Linked DNA regions of Mus musculus: regions 2 and 3 are each linked to region 1. Evidence: chromatin contacts called from public promoter capture Hi-C data. All regions are on one chromosome and are shown on one strand. The core of a region is the stretch at or near the end of the contact, and the rest is flanking DNA. Distances in the headings are between cores, read along the strand shown. Region 1 overlaps Mdfic (MyoD family inhibitor domain containing). Region 2 holds the start of Cav2 (caveolin 2). Region 3 holds the start of Capza2 (capping protein (actin filament) muscle Z-line, alpha 2).

Region 1 (4,521 bases), core at 1,119-3,618:
AACCCACTTCCTGTTTCTTCCTTCCTGCAATCCTCTGTACCTAATCTAGACAAAACACCTTCCTTTCTTATCTCAGTTAACTCAACAGTCTTATCATGATTTATGGAATTCAGTCCTTTTCATTTCTATTTACTCCCCAAAGCATTACAAAAACAATCTTCCAAAAATAAGTTCAGATTAAAACAGCATAAACCTTATGAGGTCAAAACTCCAACACCATCAGTCTTCACCTAAGGAAGTCTTTCCCTGCCATCGCTCTCTTCCTCTAAATCCCACACTTTATGTCCCAGTATATGCAAAACTGGGACTCCATTCAACTCTTCCCTCTTTTATTTCTAGATCCAAAAATGTGCTGTGCTTTTGACTTGTACCAACACACACACACACACACACACACACACACACACACACACACACACACATCCTGTTTTAGTTATCTAAACCATTTTGGTAGAATCACAGGCATGGCTTCCTCATGGCTTCCCTCTGCAAAGCTCTGTCTGATGCCCTTCCCATGTCAGGACTTGGATTTCTCCCATGTAAACCTACAGTAGCCCTGCACTTTTCCCTAAGGTATTGCTAACACAAGCAATCATCTCAGGAAAAACTGTCTCTCTCACAAGATCATAAATTTCACATGCAAAAGCTACACCTGCATAGATCATGACTCGATCCCCACCGTAACTCAGTAGTAAACAAAACCATCATAATGTGTCCTTTCAAAGTTTTAGTTCAAGTCCTAATCCCAAAAGTTTCATATTAAACCAATCTACAAACAAATGATTAATATCTGTACAAGTTCTCAGAATTTTCAGATGCAGGAAGTTTGAGGTTGGAGAACTGAAATTATCTACACCACAGCACTTGTGGTCTTGATAATTAAATGCTATTCATTTCTTCAGAGGTTAACATTTTTTGAGATGATCTCTATGATAATTCCCAGGCCTCGGTTCTTCTTAGAGGCCTAAAAAATGTACAAACGAGAAGCTAAATCTCAGGTCAGTGCTAAGCCCTATCCCCTACCTGCCCTCCAGCTCAACGACATAGCTGGCAAGGAAGGACCAAAGACTTTAGGATGACCAGGAAGAACTTGAAAATCTGTGGCAGACAAATATATGATGTAGATTAAAAGGCAAGTGACCTAGCTTATGATGAAGAACATATACAAATAAATTAGAACAAAAACAGAGGCATAAGCGCAATAATGACAACATTTGTTGTCTCGTGCGTAACTCAGGAAACTTTAACCTACAGCCACACAGTCTTCACAGAAACACCCGTGAGTTCTTAACCTGGAATTGATCTAAAGCAGTGCTTCTCAACCTTCCTAACGCTGCAACCCTTTAGTACAGTTCCTCATGCTGGACCAACCCCCATCCATAAAATTATTCCATTGCTACTTCATAACTGTAGTTTGATACTACTGTGATTCGTAACTCAAATGTGTGATATGCAGGATATCTGACAGGAGACCCCTGCGAAAGGGTTGTTCGACCTCTGAGGAGGTCTTGCCCCACAGGGTGAGAACTAGAAAAAGAAAAGAAAAATGTGGTTTGGAGAATGATGAAGAGGCACGCATGCAATCACCTATTCCCATAAGTGCAACACAATATGTTTTTACGTTCTGTATAATGGTTTATAAACATCTTGCTACTTTATAACACATTAAAGCTCTTAATCAGCTGAATGCAGCAAACCCGTGGCCATGATATCAGGAGGTCTTAGAAAACATAGTCTATATATCGTAGTGCTTCCAAGCATCTGGCTCAATGCACCATAATGAAAAGAAAAATATCTTAAAATTCATAGCTCAGCTCAAGGATAATACTAATGCACACTGATGAACTAACATACCATCCGTTCCTTCAATGGAACACAAAGTTCCTGATAGAATCCTCAAAATGACACAATGAGCCTCCTGGTATTAGGCTCCATTTGGGGACTAAGAGGAGTTGACTGATGTTAGATAACTTACTCAACACCAGTGGTAAGTAACCACTCAGTCAGGACCTTTTCCCTAGCAGTTCATTTCCACTGGCCTTCCCATACCTACTATTAAGATGTTCAACACAAAAGATGAACACTATTTAACTCCAATTAAGGGAAAGAACCCAGGGTAAGCATGGAACAATCTATCATGAAAGTGAATTGTGTCAGGAAACTTCACCTCTGCTCTAGAATAGGGGTCTAGATGGTTACAATTAACAGAGGAGGTAAATGTAGGAGAACATCCAAAAATGGCTCACCACTACACACACCCCACTGGAAACCAAGCTGTTCGCTTGATTTGTACTAACTGATGATCACATGGTGTGCTCTGGGACAATAAGCAAAGCGACTGTGCGAGTGGGTGTAAACACTTGGTCAGCAGAGTGAAGACAAAGAGTTTCCTGACAGCTGCATAGGGCAGGAAAGGACACTGAGGAACTCAGAAGTCAGAACAACTTGCTCCTAGTACTTCTCCGAGACATGAATGAGCATGAAGTGTCAGGCAATGCCTGAAATTAATAAGAAGCGTGATTTTTAATAGGCTACATCTACCAGTCCTCTCAAGGTGCTACATCAATGGGGCACAATTTTTAATTTCATATAAACCGAACTCCAAAGAAAGGCAAATAATAGTTGTTGAAATGTGCATTCAAACAAGAGAGCTGTGGAAAACTCTTAAATCAAAACCACTTCATGCTCGCTCTCTCTCTCTCTCTCTCTCTCTCTCTCTCTCTCTCTCCCTCCCTCCCTCCCTCCCATCGAAATAAGAAATGTTCTAAGTATATGACAGTATGCCCGAGCACCTGCCTTTCTTTCTGTGTTTTCCACACAGGCAGAATCCCCTGGAGTGATGGAATGGTGTTCATTAAGGGTGATCAGCTCTAAGCTGGCAGAGGCTCAGAAAAGGCATAATAGAGTTGCTAACAGCAGAGCCTGTTGATCTGGAGAGGAGACTCAGAGGATGCCAAGAGGAAGGCTTCAAGTAGGAGGGTGAGTGGCAATGGAAGGAACCGTGGCTCGGTAAGGGCGGGCAAGTGTGAATTAGAGAGCGGCTTGCATTCTCCTGCCAATTAAGTGCTTACTATTATGAGAGCTAAAACTCTTCACAATGAATAAATGGGTTAAACAGGATGGGGATTGCCGTTTAAGTAGAGCATTCTAACTCTGCTTCAGATCCTGGGAATTCTATAAAAATCACCAAGGAGAGAGTTAGCTGAACCAAACAGTTTTAATTTAATGGGAAATTTATTTTAGAAGAGAAGCTGAGAAAAATTTCTGGAGTTAAGTAGTGGCATTTAGAATTAGAGGCATTTACATACAAAGCAGTGTCCATGGATAAAGTTAAGTAACAGGAAAGACCTAGAAAATTCTGCAATAGAGACCTCAGGCACTTAAGAAGAAGAACAAAGAAAAATGTAAGCGCTTCATAGGAGATAACCAGGATAGTAGAATTTGACCTAAATTAAACCAAAACATTGTTGACACATGCTATCTGCCTGTCAATAGAGGTAGATGTGTACATAACGTACATTCACACATAAGTGCATATGCACAAACATGCATGTGAACACGTATGTATGATTCTGCATGTAGACATAGAAACATCCCCACCTATCTTAGAAACCACCCCGTGATCATTTCTTCTCAATTATAATTAAAACATGTTATGTTGCCAATTACTTTTTATGGATTTGCGTGTATTACAGATTAAATAGAAAAATGAATATTAACTAGGGTGTCACTTCATTGCAATGTCTATTTTATGAACTCAGAAAACTGGTGCTTATTAAAACAAAGCACTACTAAAAAGTATAGGTTCAAATTATGCAGCACACCATATGTCCTCCTCTAAGGAGAAAAACCGAGGTCTCAGTCCATGCTCTCGGGGAAAACAAGAAAATTATATAAATTCTAGAATCTGAAATAAATCCCCCCAAATTAAATTATACTCAAAGATATTTTCTCAGAATATGAATGGTTCTTAAGCGTTTAAGTGTCTCTTTTTAAAAATAATAAAATAGAAAGAAAGCTTTCCAACTTTAAAATTTCCCCAGAAAACCACTATTGTGCTTTAATTCTTTGCTAATTTAAGACTTTAAAAAAAAAAAACAAACATAAGTAGCTCGAGCTGTCTTTTTTTTTTTTTTTTTTTGCATTTAAATTTTGTAAGAAAGATATTCACAAGGCACATTCCTGCACTAGACTCTGTGTGGCCTATTTATTCAAAGTGTTTCATTCCATATGGATTTCTTCTTTTATTTATTACTTCCAGAAAGGATTTTTTTTTCTCTAATAAGTTAGCAACTCAGGGGCAACAGATTTGAAATACAAGCCTTCAAATCACAACCCCTGGGGGGCCACCTTCCATATTTCTTCTAGAAGGACTACAGAAATGAGAAAAACTCAAACATCCGCCCAGCACAGGAGCCAACTCGGGGTGTGAGCTACAAGCAGGTGGTCCACAGAGGTCAGGGTTAAAGTTCACGGAATAATTTGGAAATAGTTCTCTGCTTGGGTCTCATCTAGGAAGCC
Region 2 (5,063 bases), core at 1,421-3,920, 1.5 Mb before region 1:
TGCAGTATGTTATGGGTCCTTTATCTTTTCCTGTTTTTGAAAGTAAAAATAACAGATTTAGTCATTCGGTTGGCAATTTTAGTAAATTTGGAATGTACAGGTTTTTTTTTGTATTTTGTTGTTGCTGTTTTTGTTTTTGTTTTTTGTTTGTTTTGTTTTTTGGTTTATGAGACAGGGTTTCTCTGTATAGCTCTGGCTGTCCTGGAGCTCACTTTGTAGACCAGGCTGGCCTCAAACTCAGAAATCCGCTTGCCTCTACCTCTCAAGTGCTGGGATTAAAGGCATGTGCCACCACAGCCCGGCTGGAATGTACAGTTTTATATGTTGATTTAGGCATGTAAAAAAAATCACCTATGTGCGAATGTCCCATATGAGATAACCATACACATGCTTGTGTGGGCCTGCATACACACGAAAGCAAAGAGTTCCACTTCTCTGGCAATCTTTTGGCCCTTTCAAGATGACTGCTTAGAGCCTCAAGCGACTGAATTGGTATTCTTTGTTTATCCTTTCGTCATCTGAATTTATATTTATCTTCCAAAAGACTTCTTTTGGTCTTCAGATTCCTTTCCCTCACAAAGTTACCCTTGTTTCCCAGCTCCTCCATTGCTTGCTCACCATGCTTTCTCACCATTTGGGTTTGTTTCTAAATCCCCCTCCCTGGTGATGGGCAAGCTGAAGAAAGGCTTGTGTTCTCACCCAGCAACACTGAGCACCTAATAGGCTTGGTGTGCAGAACTAGTGAGCTAACACAGCAAAGTGTACCTCGAGACTGAAAGAAGGAGTAAGTTGGATAACTCTTTGAACACTGAGACTGCCCTGGGATGTGGCAATGCCCCATGATGTGAAAAACTAAACGGTGGTATCTAGGGTCACACGTGTCACCAGGACCACCTTGAGGTACCAGCGTGAAAACTATTGTGACATTGGGGATGATTCTTTGAATGAAGTGGGTAACCTTTAACACAAAAAACATTTCTTGGAGGAGTGGGCTAGTTCCCTTAAGACAAGTTTGAGTGCTTAAAAAAGCTTATGATGCATCTTGAACGTGAATAACTTTACAGACATCCCAACATTCGATTGGTTTCCATATTTCTTTTTCTTGTAACTAGATGGCATTTGTGTGTGTGTGTGTGCTTCATAAGTGAAACAATAATGTAATGGCCTATCCCCTTGTTTCATAGCTTAACATTTTATTTGTTCGTGGTAGATGTTCAACCCAATCATTGTAAACACTCCTGTCTCCCCTGGGTTCATGGCTGCCATTTACCAATAGCAAGACTTGAGTGGCTCAGTTCATAGCACTGTTTTACTAAAGTCTGCCCTTCTCCAAGGGTCAGAATGTAAGCGCTGTTTTCTCTGAGATCAACGTTTGTTTTGCCCAAGCACAGATGGTGACTGAATAAAAGTCAATGAAAGGAGGAAAGGACCTGCCCAGAACCACAGGCACGAGTCACAACAGGCCCTGGAGAGAGCAGCCTATGACAGGAAGTGGCCTTCCAGCCCCCACCTCCACACTCAGCTCAGCCTTCTGCATGGAAGGAAAAATCACACCCAGGAAAGAGGCCCTTGCTTCCTTCTGTTTAAACTCTCAGCCGGGACTATTATTCTAAAGAAAGCACACTGCCCTTCAAGATTTCTCAGGTCTTGTTACCCTTGGGAACTAATGTAAGCGTTTTCTCTGCAAATGGGCCCTGGGAAATAGGAAGAGCAGAGAGCAGGTGGCAAAAACTTCTGTAAGCTTCAGAATCAACCCATGTGTCCCCTCTCACCAGATGTGCAGACAGCTGAGGGTAGCAAACAGGATACCCGCAATGAAGGCCAAGGGGATGGCCAGAAATACGGTCAGGAACTTGTACATCACATATTTGCTGATTTCAAAGAGAGCATGGCTGCAGATCCACACTTTGTCAAAGGAGTGTGTAGTCTCAGGCTCTGCAATCAGATCCTCGAAGCCTAGCTGCAGAGACAAGATGCAAGGACTCATGACGTCATCCAACCTGTCGGGGATAGGGTCGGGGTGGGGAGGGAACGAAGTTGGTGGGGGTGGGGGGTGTGGTGGCAGAAGCACTCTAAGAAGGGGAAGTCCGAAGGAAAGGCGACCTGGCTAGAGTATCTTCAGCTTTTCTTAGAGTGACACTGGGCACACAGGAGTTGGACACTGTGTGGCTGTTCAGGGAGCCTGAAGGCTGTGGGACCAGGGCAGAGTGCCAATGGAACCAGCATTAGCAATGGGACCAACCCCCACTGTTGGGGAGAAGGTCAAGAGTCATCCTCCTGCAGCATACAAGGGACCCTTAGCAGCCTCCAGCCTAGATGAGTGATAGCCCAGCCTGAAACTCACCTTGAGATGAGAGTTGAGCTGGTGAGGATCCCGGTCGTGACTCGAGTCAACATACTTCTCAGGATCTGCGTAGTCAACGCCACTGTGGTGGCTGTAGGCGTCATCGGCCATGAAGAGCTGCACATCGGCCTTCTCGGTCTCCAGCCCCATCGTGGCTGGCGTTGCAAGAGTGGCTCGGTCGTTCGGTCCCTAGGCAGCCCTGCCTCCCCTTCCCGTGGCGCTCAGCCCCGCCCCGCCTGGCTTCGCCCTGCCTAGCCTCGGGCTGCCCGGGCGGCGGCCGCTTCCCGCTGCCGGTTCCCGCTCCCAGCCTTGGCTGGCCGAACCCCGCCCCGCCCCGCCGGGCCTGCGGGGAGGGAGGGCACCTCTCCAGTTGTTTGCCAAAGCCCCAAGGAGCCCGGGGAACCGGCTCGATGAGTCATCTCCTGGCTTGGTGAAGCCGGGCAAAGCAGACCTCCCGGGCCACTTGGCTTGCAGTCCGAACAGGGATGCTTAAAGGCAGACAGATTGGTCAGGGAGGTGTGTGTACTGGAAGAAGGTCTGGAGGTGCTAGGGGGCAAGCATTAGGGAAGTCTACATGCATCTACTGGTTGGATTAGAGTTGTGGCACCTGCTCCTCAGAGCTATCCTGAGAGAATGAGATGTTAATTCCTAACTTTTACTTGGTCCCCAACTCACAGCAAGCATTGTAGCTGAATCGTGAGGCTAAGGCGTACCTTGTTGATAGATAATGGACTGCAGCAGCCCTTTCGTTTTGTTTTTGTTTCCCCAGAGTTGGTTATGTAAGTTGTTATAGGAGTTTGTTGCCATCATACCCCAAGGATAGGTCTGCTCTTCTGCCTCCAAACTACAACTAACTTTGGATTTTCCCTTAAATCAGGATTTTGTTCAAAGACTGCAGGAACTAATGCCGTGCAGACAGGTCTGTAATGCCATCGTAGGAGCAGCATAAACAAGCATATAACTACATCATGGTACATGGATAAGCCCGCTGACCATTCTCTCAAGAGCTTCAGTAGGGAGGAGTTGGCATAAAGAGTTTGCCATCTGGTAACCTAAAACTTTGCCTGCGCGAAATAGGAACTTGGTGAGTATAGATATGGAATGATGCTTTCAGTTTGCCCAGACCCCAAACTATAGTACCAAAGAATGGGCATTGCTCTGGACAGCCGGCTTTAGAGCCTGCTGCACAAATCAAATCCCTTGTAGGAAATGGATTTGAAGGTTTCTTTGGAAAAGGAAAGGCTATTTGGGGAGTAATACAAGTTACAAAACAACCAACTAAACAACCTGGGAACTGATCGGAGAACATATTTGGAAGGCAAAACTCTAAATGTCATAGTTGAATAGGGAGTGTATCTTCTTCCACTGCAGTGTGTGGGTCATCATGTCAGTAATGCAGAATGGCGCAGGGTTGAATCCCACGTCCTGGAGGCTTCTTCTCTCGCCCCCTCACCGAGTCCCGTTACTCAAGCTTCCCCCTCCCCCTGATTATACTTTTCCTTCCTGGTTTTATTTAAATCCTTTTTAATTCGAAGGGGTGGTATAGGCCTTACACTCACTGTTTTCTCAGCACTTCACCATCCTGCATTCATTCGGACTTTCTGAGAATCAGATAGGGTCTAGATGCTACGCCCGATGGCAGGAGTTTGAAGGGGAGGCCTTCATGTTGATTTCCAGGGTTTGGAAGAGACAGTTTAGATCCATTTAATCTTTTTGTAAAGCTTACATTTCCTCAAAGTTGTAAGGTCTTTCTCAAGAAGAAGAAAAAGCATGGCTGCAGTCAGGGTGGTGGCCAGACATCTAACCCTGGGGCTTCATCCCTTCCAAGTCTTCCAGATACCTTCACATTTCCATTGTCCTCCTTAGGACAATTGAAAGACCTATTGCAAATAACTGCTGAGTTTTCAAGCAGTGGAGACAGGCCATGGAGAGGTAAAACTGCCATGTCTTTTATTGGGCAGTTACAGTTAAAGATTCATTTGTAAAATTATAGGTATTTATAAAAGTTGTCTCTGAAGCCCATGATAAAAATAGAACCTGACTAGAGTTGGCGTATGCCATGAAGAATTCAATAGAGAAAGACTCACATACTGACTTACTGAATATATCCCTCTACCATGGGTTGGGACTTGATGACACTCTTATTTTTAATAACATGCTTGCCCGGTTCACTATTTTAATTCAAGTTTTTTTTTAAGCCTTTCTATAAAATGATTTTGTTTATCTTCTTAGAATATTCTTATACTATGGCAGCTACCATTATTTTGAAGGGGATTAAAACAGCATGATTCTACACAGCAAAGATGGTCTTATTCATGCTAAACTGATAGATTTTCTAAGAAAGAGAAAAATTAAAGAAGATGTTGCAGCCAAATGGCCGAGTCCACACTAGAACTTCCAGTGTGCGGGATTATCCTCCAATGAGCCTCAAAAGCAATTCAATTATAAGGAAGGAGACGTTAAATTTCATATAAAATCAATGCTGGTGCTGTCTTTTTCTAGCTATTATCATGTATCTTGCCTTCTAATAAGAGTTTTAGGTGTCATATTAAAATTATGGTGGAGTACAACTTGATCATAAATTAGTATTTGTGAGTAGGATTTCGTTCCTTCATTTTCTCATTACACTGTAACAAAGATCTTTTTTGGCTTATTGTAATGTGTTTATGGATACACATATGAATAAAATCAGTTTTTCTCTTTAGTTTTCTTCTCAAAT
Region 3 (4,403 bases), core at 858-3,357, 1.9 Mb before region 1:
ATTATACATTGTAGTACCTCCCCTTCTTTAGACCTGCAAAACTGAAATGTAAAAAGTATTTAAAACTTACTCCTGAAAAATCACAAGCAAGGAAATAAAATAGAGAAGCATGATTTAAGAACTGGTCCTAAAATATCACAATTAAATCCATTTCTGATCTATATGGAACACCTTCCTAAAACAGTACAAGTCTACTGGGAAATAAAAGTGACAAAATATTGTTTTCCATTTACTGGTTATTTAAATTTCACTAGAAAGTTTAACCACTGATCTCTTAAATTAGAAAATACTGTTATAAAAATCTGTATGTGAAGTTACTACAGAATATTCCTACCTATGTCACAAAAAGATGCTAAATCTAAGCTTAAAATTCTCATTAATTTGTTTCCAACGTTATGCCAGCAGGTGAACTCATACACTACTCTGTAAAACTCAGCACACTGGGTGTCAAGGAATCTTCTCATTTTATTTTGAAATTTCCGGGCCTTTCCAACAACATGGCAAATCTACATTAATTCCCACCCTAACAATTCTCTTCTCACTATCTTCCAAGCCAATTGAGCTCCTCCTAATAATTATATGAAAGTACACAAAACATGAAAAAAATCGCTTCAAGAACTTTGAATCTGAAACGCTATTTTTCTTGTAATGCGCTGGTATATTTTCAATAAATAGCTTTAAACTATTCAATGCTACAAATGTAAACACTGTACAGCAACTTTTAGCGACTTAGGGTCTAATTCTGTGAATTAAAGTAAGGTATGCTTGTCCCCATTTTGTTAAGTTATCACCATTTCATCCAAGGGCACAAACGAGAAAGCCAGAACACTTCCAAAACCATAAAAGAGGCTGAGTTCTGAACAACCAAAGAGAAAGAGAACACTAATTCTGGTGCAGTATAAAAGGAGAGGGTCCCAACTGAAAATATCCTTAGTGTTTCTCTAACACCCTACTAGAACTGAGTTCTGTTTCCCACATGGGTGTACTTCATTTGGAACTTAAAAACAAGCTAAGATCAGACATTTCCAAAGGGCAGCACACTCATATGTCAGTTAAGTCTAAGTTTGAAAAAAACGTCCCGGTCTTTTCCAGAAAATACTCAAAACGTATGGCGTTCCCCCTCACACTACTTGCCCCTTGGTACGCGGTCTCCTCAGTCGCCAAAGAAAATGGGCAAGAGCCTTAGTTCAATGATCAGATTTCGTATCACAAATGTGAGAACTTGAGTCGTGCATTTGGTCCTAATGCTGTCACAGCATTTAACACACAGTAAAAGGAGTTGCACCCGCTCGCCCTCTTCAGAGTTGGTCCTATCAGGAAGATGGGATGTCACCAAATCTGCCCCAAGAGGGGGAAGCAGCCAAGTTGGGCAGAAAATAACTATGGGAGGGAGGGGTGTCTTTGTGAACAATACTGCCTTCCGGGGAACATGGGAGCAGCAATTAAAAAAAAAAAAAAGGTAATGACAATATTAATAAAAGAAATAGATGGCGGGGGGTGGGGGGGAAGGGGCGGGATGTGGAGACGGCGACCTCCGGAGGGAAGGAAACACCCTGGGGAACCAGGAAGCACTTCGCGTTGGGGAGGAGAAACTGCAGGAAAAAGTGAGGGTCGGCTATGCCGTCTTCCCCGCCCGCCCGCCTCACGGCGAAAGCCCCAGGCCAGGCGGCGCCGCTCCGCCGTCGGCCGCTCCCGAGCCCGGACCCCCAGGGCCGGGTCCCGCCGCCCCCGCTCCCGCCCGCGGCCGCCGGGCTCCGCTTCCTATTTTCGGAGCACACACCCTACAAGGAGCGGAGGGGCCCGGCCTCGGGGAGCCCGGGCAGCACCCCGCTCGGGAAGCGCAGGCGTGCGGCCCACCACCGGAGCCCGCCCGGGGTCAGACTCCGGCCCTCGCGCCTCGGCACTCACCTCTCCCGCCCTCCCGCCCGCCCGGCTCCTCACCGCCGCGGCACCTACCTTCTCCTCATCGGACAACTGCTCCTCCAGATCCGCCATCTTCCTTCTGGCGACAGACCGTGGCGCTGGTGGCAGCAGCGGCCACCTGACTTCCCCCTTTCCGAGCGGTCTTCCGCGCCGCGCGCCCCCGCCAAGGGAGGGGCCCCGCCGCCCAGGCCGCCGCGCACGCGCCCCGGAGCTCCGCCTCCCGGGAGCCGAGCCACTGCGCACACGCCTGGGAGCTCCGCCTCCTCAGCCTAGGCCGCCGCGCACGCGCCCCCGGAGCTCCGCCTCCCTCCCCCTGAGCGCCGGCCTGAGCGCCGCTGTGCGCGTGCGCAGCGCCTCCAAAGTGGGATTGCTATGGTTATCTTCTGTCATCCTGCTCTGTCTGGTGCCTTCTCTAGTCAACGATGACCATATGGACCCGGTTGGCGATGAGTACATTCTGAGCCCATGACTTTGTTCCCACCAAGTCCTGAACGCTGCCAGCTAAAATGTGAAAAGCTGTACCAATTTAAAACATTTTTAAGTATTAGGAAAAATACTGTTTTAATTGAAATAGGCACACACAATCCAGTCCATAATTGAAAGATTACTTTTGATATATTCATTTATTCATCCGAAAAACATTTATTGGTCTTTTATGATAGGAAGACTATTTTGCTAGTTCTTAGGAATAAGAAATGTAGATTTAAAAACCCAAACAAACAAAAATCCCAAAGAAAATGCTCTTAAGCTCACCTCTATTAATTAGACATTGAGTTAGGGAAGGCATTGTACTCCTGGAAAGTAAAAAAAAAAGAAAAAAAAGTTAAGTTAGCCTTGGATCTGTACCCTCATGAACTGGCTGTCCAAACTACTTACAGGTCATCCAGTAGAAATTTCAATTTCATACAACCAATTTTTAAGGTAAATGTCCCATGAAGGATTTAAAGCATTCTAAAACCATTATTTATTATTTTCAAATTTTACTGGATGTCTCCTACTTTTATTTGCTAAATCTGGCAACTCTACTACTGAAGCTTCAAGTTAAAGAAAAGGGGGGGGGGTGGAAGGTTGAAGTCAAAGCTGACACAGGAAGCAGCTGGAAATGTTGATAAAATTGAGTTGCTAGTTCAGCAGGCCTGAGCAAACCAGAGAATCTATATTTCTTACAAGCTCCCAGGAAGGAGGAGTGCTACTCGTCTGAAAACCACACTTTGTTTTTACCAAGGACTAAGAGTTTAGTTAGTAGTTAAGACTTCAATAATTAGAAAGTGAGAAGCTCTTGAGGGCATTTGGACAGTGTCACGACATGAACCGAACATGCTCAGCGGTGTCAATCTGACAGCTGTGTGTAAATGACAGGTAAGAGGACCCTAAAGAGCTCAAATAGCTATCTGGGTCCAAGAACACTATCATTAAGTGACTTACTAAAGTGTTCGTTTGCAGAGAGCAGGAAGAGGAAGCTGACATGTGCGGGAACTGAAAGTGTCCAGTTGAAGACAAACCCGTGGAGACAGCATGCAAGTTAACAAAGAACAGTGTCTGACCAAACCCCTCAGGAGCTACAAGTCAATATCAGTTCCCTCTTTTATAGTTCCTAAATCCTTGCTTTATTTATTGCTCCCTGCCATTGTAAGTGTAAGTATTACTGTTCGTCCAAACCAAAGCTCAGGAATTTATCCAATGCTACATAGCTCGAATACGACTGAATCCTAGGCATTTTGTTCAACATCCCACATTCTTTCCACTGTCAGAACTTTCTCCCTTTCTCCACAGAATAAAACTTAATGGAGGTGCCTTCTCTGGCATGCCAGCAATCCAGTTCACAGCACCTTCTTCAACAGTATCTGGGACTCAGGGTTTCCCCACCAAGGTTGCTCCTATTTACTTAGCATTTTATGTCTTACACAGTGGGTTCTTGGTGAATGTTGCATAGCTAACTTACTGGCAGCACTACCCTTTAGAAGCCTCATTGAAAATCTTGTAATGTTTTGCAATAATCTGAGTCAGAGTATGTTTCTAGCCGTGGGTTTGGTGATATTTGCATATGGTTCCCATAGCAATTTAAAAAGCAGTAAATTATGTATAATGTCGAATAGTCCCTATAGTAATCTCTAAACACTACCTTCTTGATACAGCTAAAGGGATTCGCAGAATTTAAGTGACATGTATTTGGAAGAAACTTCAGCAAGTATAAATAAGAAGTGCTTGTTACAAGACTGCACTAAGAAACATGCCAGTATCCTTGCCTCTGGTGCATCATAATCAAGAGATAAGCAAAAGTTTCCCTGCACAGTTCTATCAACATGAGAATTTCTATCTCCTTTCTCTTTTTTTAAAAAATAACTTTTATTTATTCCTTGAGCATATTAGATAATATATTTTTACTTTATTCATTCCCTTCCCCCAACTCCTCTCACAAACTCCCATGAAATTTTCCATGATTTTCCTATTTAGTTTCCAAACTCACCTCTCTTCTACTT

What was found. Promoter capture Hi-C pulls out the DNA fragments that hold promoters and counts their contacts.
Region 2: a contact with region 1 is called in a promoter capture Hi-C map of pre-B cells, with 5 times the contacts expected there. The contact joins the promoter of Cav2 here to the enhancer-like site in region 1. A contact is called at or near these places in 3 of 39 promoter capture datasets (liver and pre-B cells).
Region 3: a promoter capture Hi-C map of pre-B cells shows a contact between it and region 1, with 7 times the contacts expected there. The contact joins the promoter of Capza2 here to the enhancer-like site in region 1. A contact is called at or near these places in 5 of 39 promoter capture datasets (the C10 cell line, liver and pre-B cells), 2 of 484 Hi-C or Micro-C datasets (B cells and pre-B cells), 3 of 115 datasets of contacts at active chromatin or transcription factors (astrocytes, large pre-B cells and pro-B cells) and 2 of 9 other capture datasets (adipose tissue and liver).

The regions. Positions count from the first base shown.
Region 1 is chr6:15,743,923-15,748,443 of GRCm38.p6, reverse strand. All of the region lies in intron 3 of Mdfic (MyoD family inhibitor domain containing), which reads right to left. Among named protein-coding and RNA genes, the nearest start is that of Mdfic, 26 kb to the right of the region's middle. Within about 2 kb of position 2,368, at least 50 of the 459 cell types and tissues checked have an H3K27ac peak or open chromatin away from gene starts, as enhancers often do. A contact at or near this core is called in B cells, adipose tissue, astrocytes and 2 more, where this site is marked.
Region 2 is chr6:17,278,792-17,283,854 of GRCm38.p6, reverse strand. It overlaps Cav2 (caveolin 2), which reads right to left and starts at 2,670. Exons shown (of 3, transcript NM_016900.4): 1 at 2,345-2,670; 2 at 1,773-1,960. The coding sequence starts at 2,494.
Region 3 is chr6:17,634,714-17,639,116 of GRCm38.p6, reverse strand. It overlaps Capza2 (capping protein (actin filament) muscle Z-line, alpha 2), which reads right to left and starts at 2,107. Exons shown (of 10, transcript NM_007604.3): 1 at 1,957-2,107. The coding sequence starts at 1,995.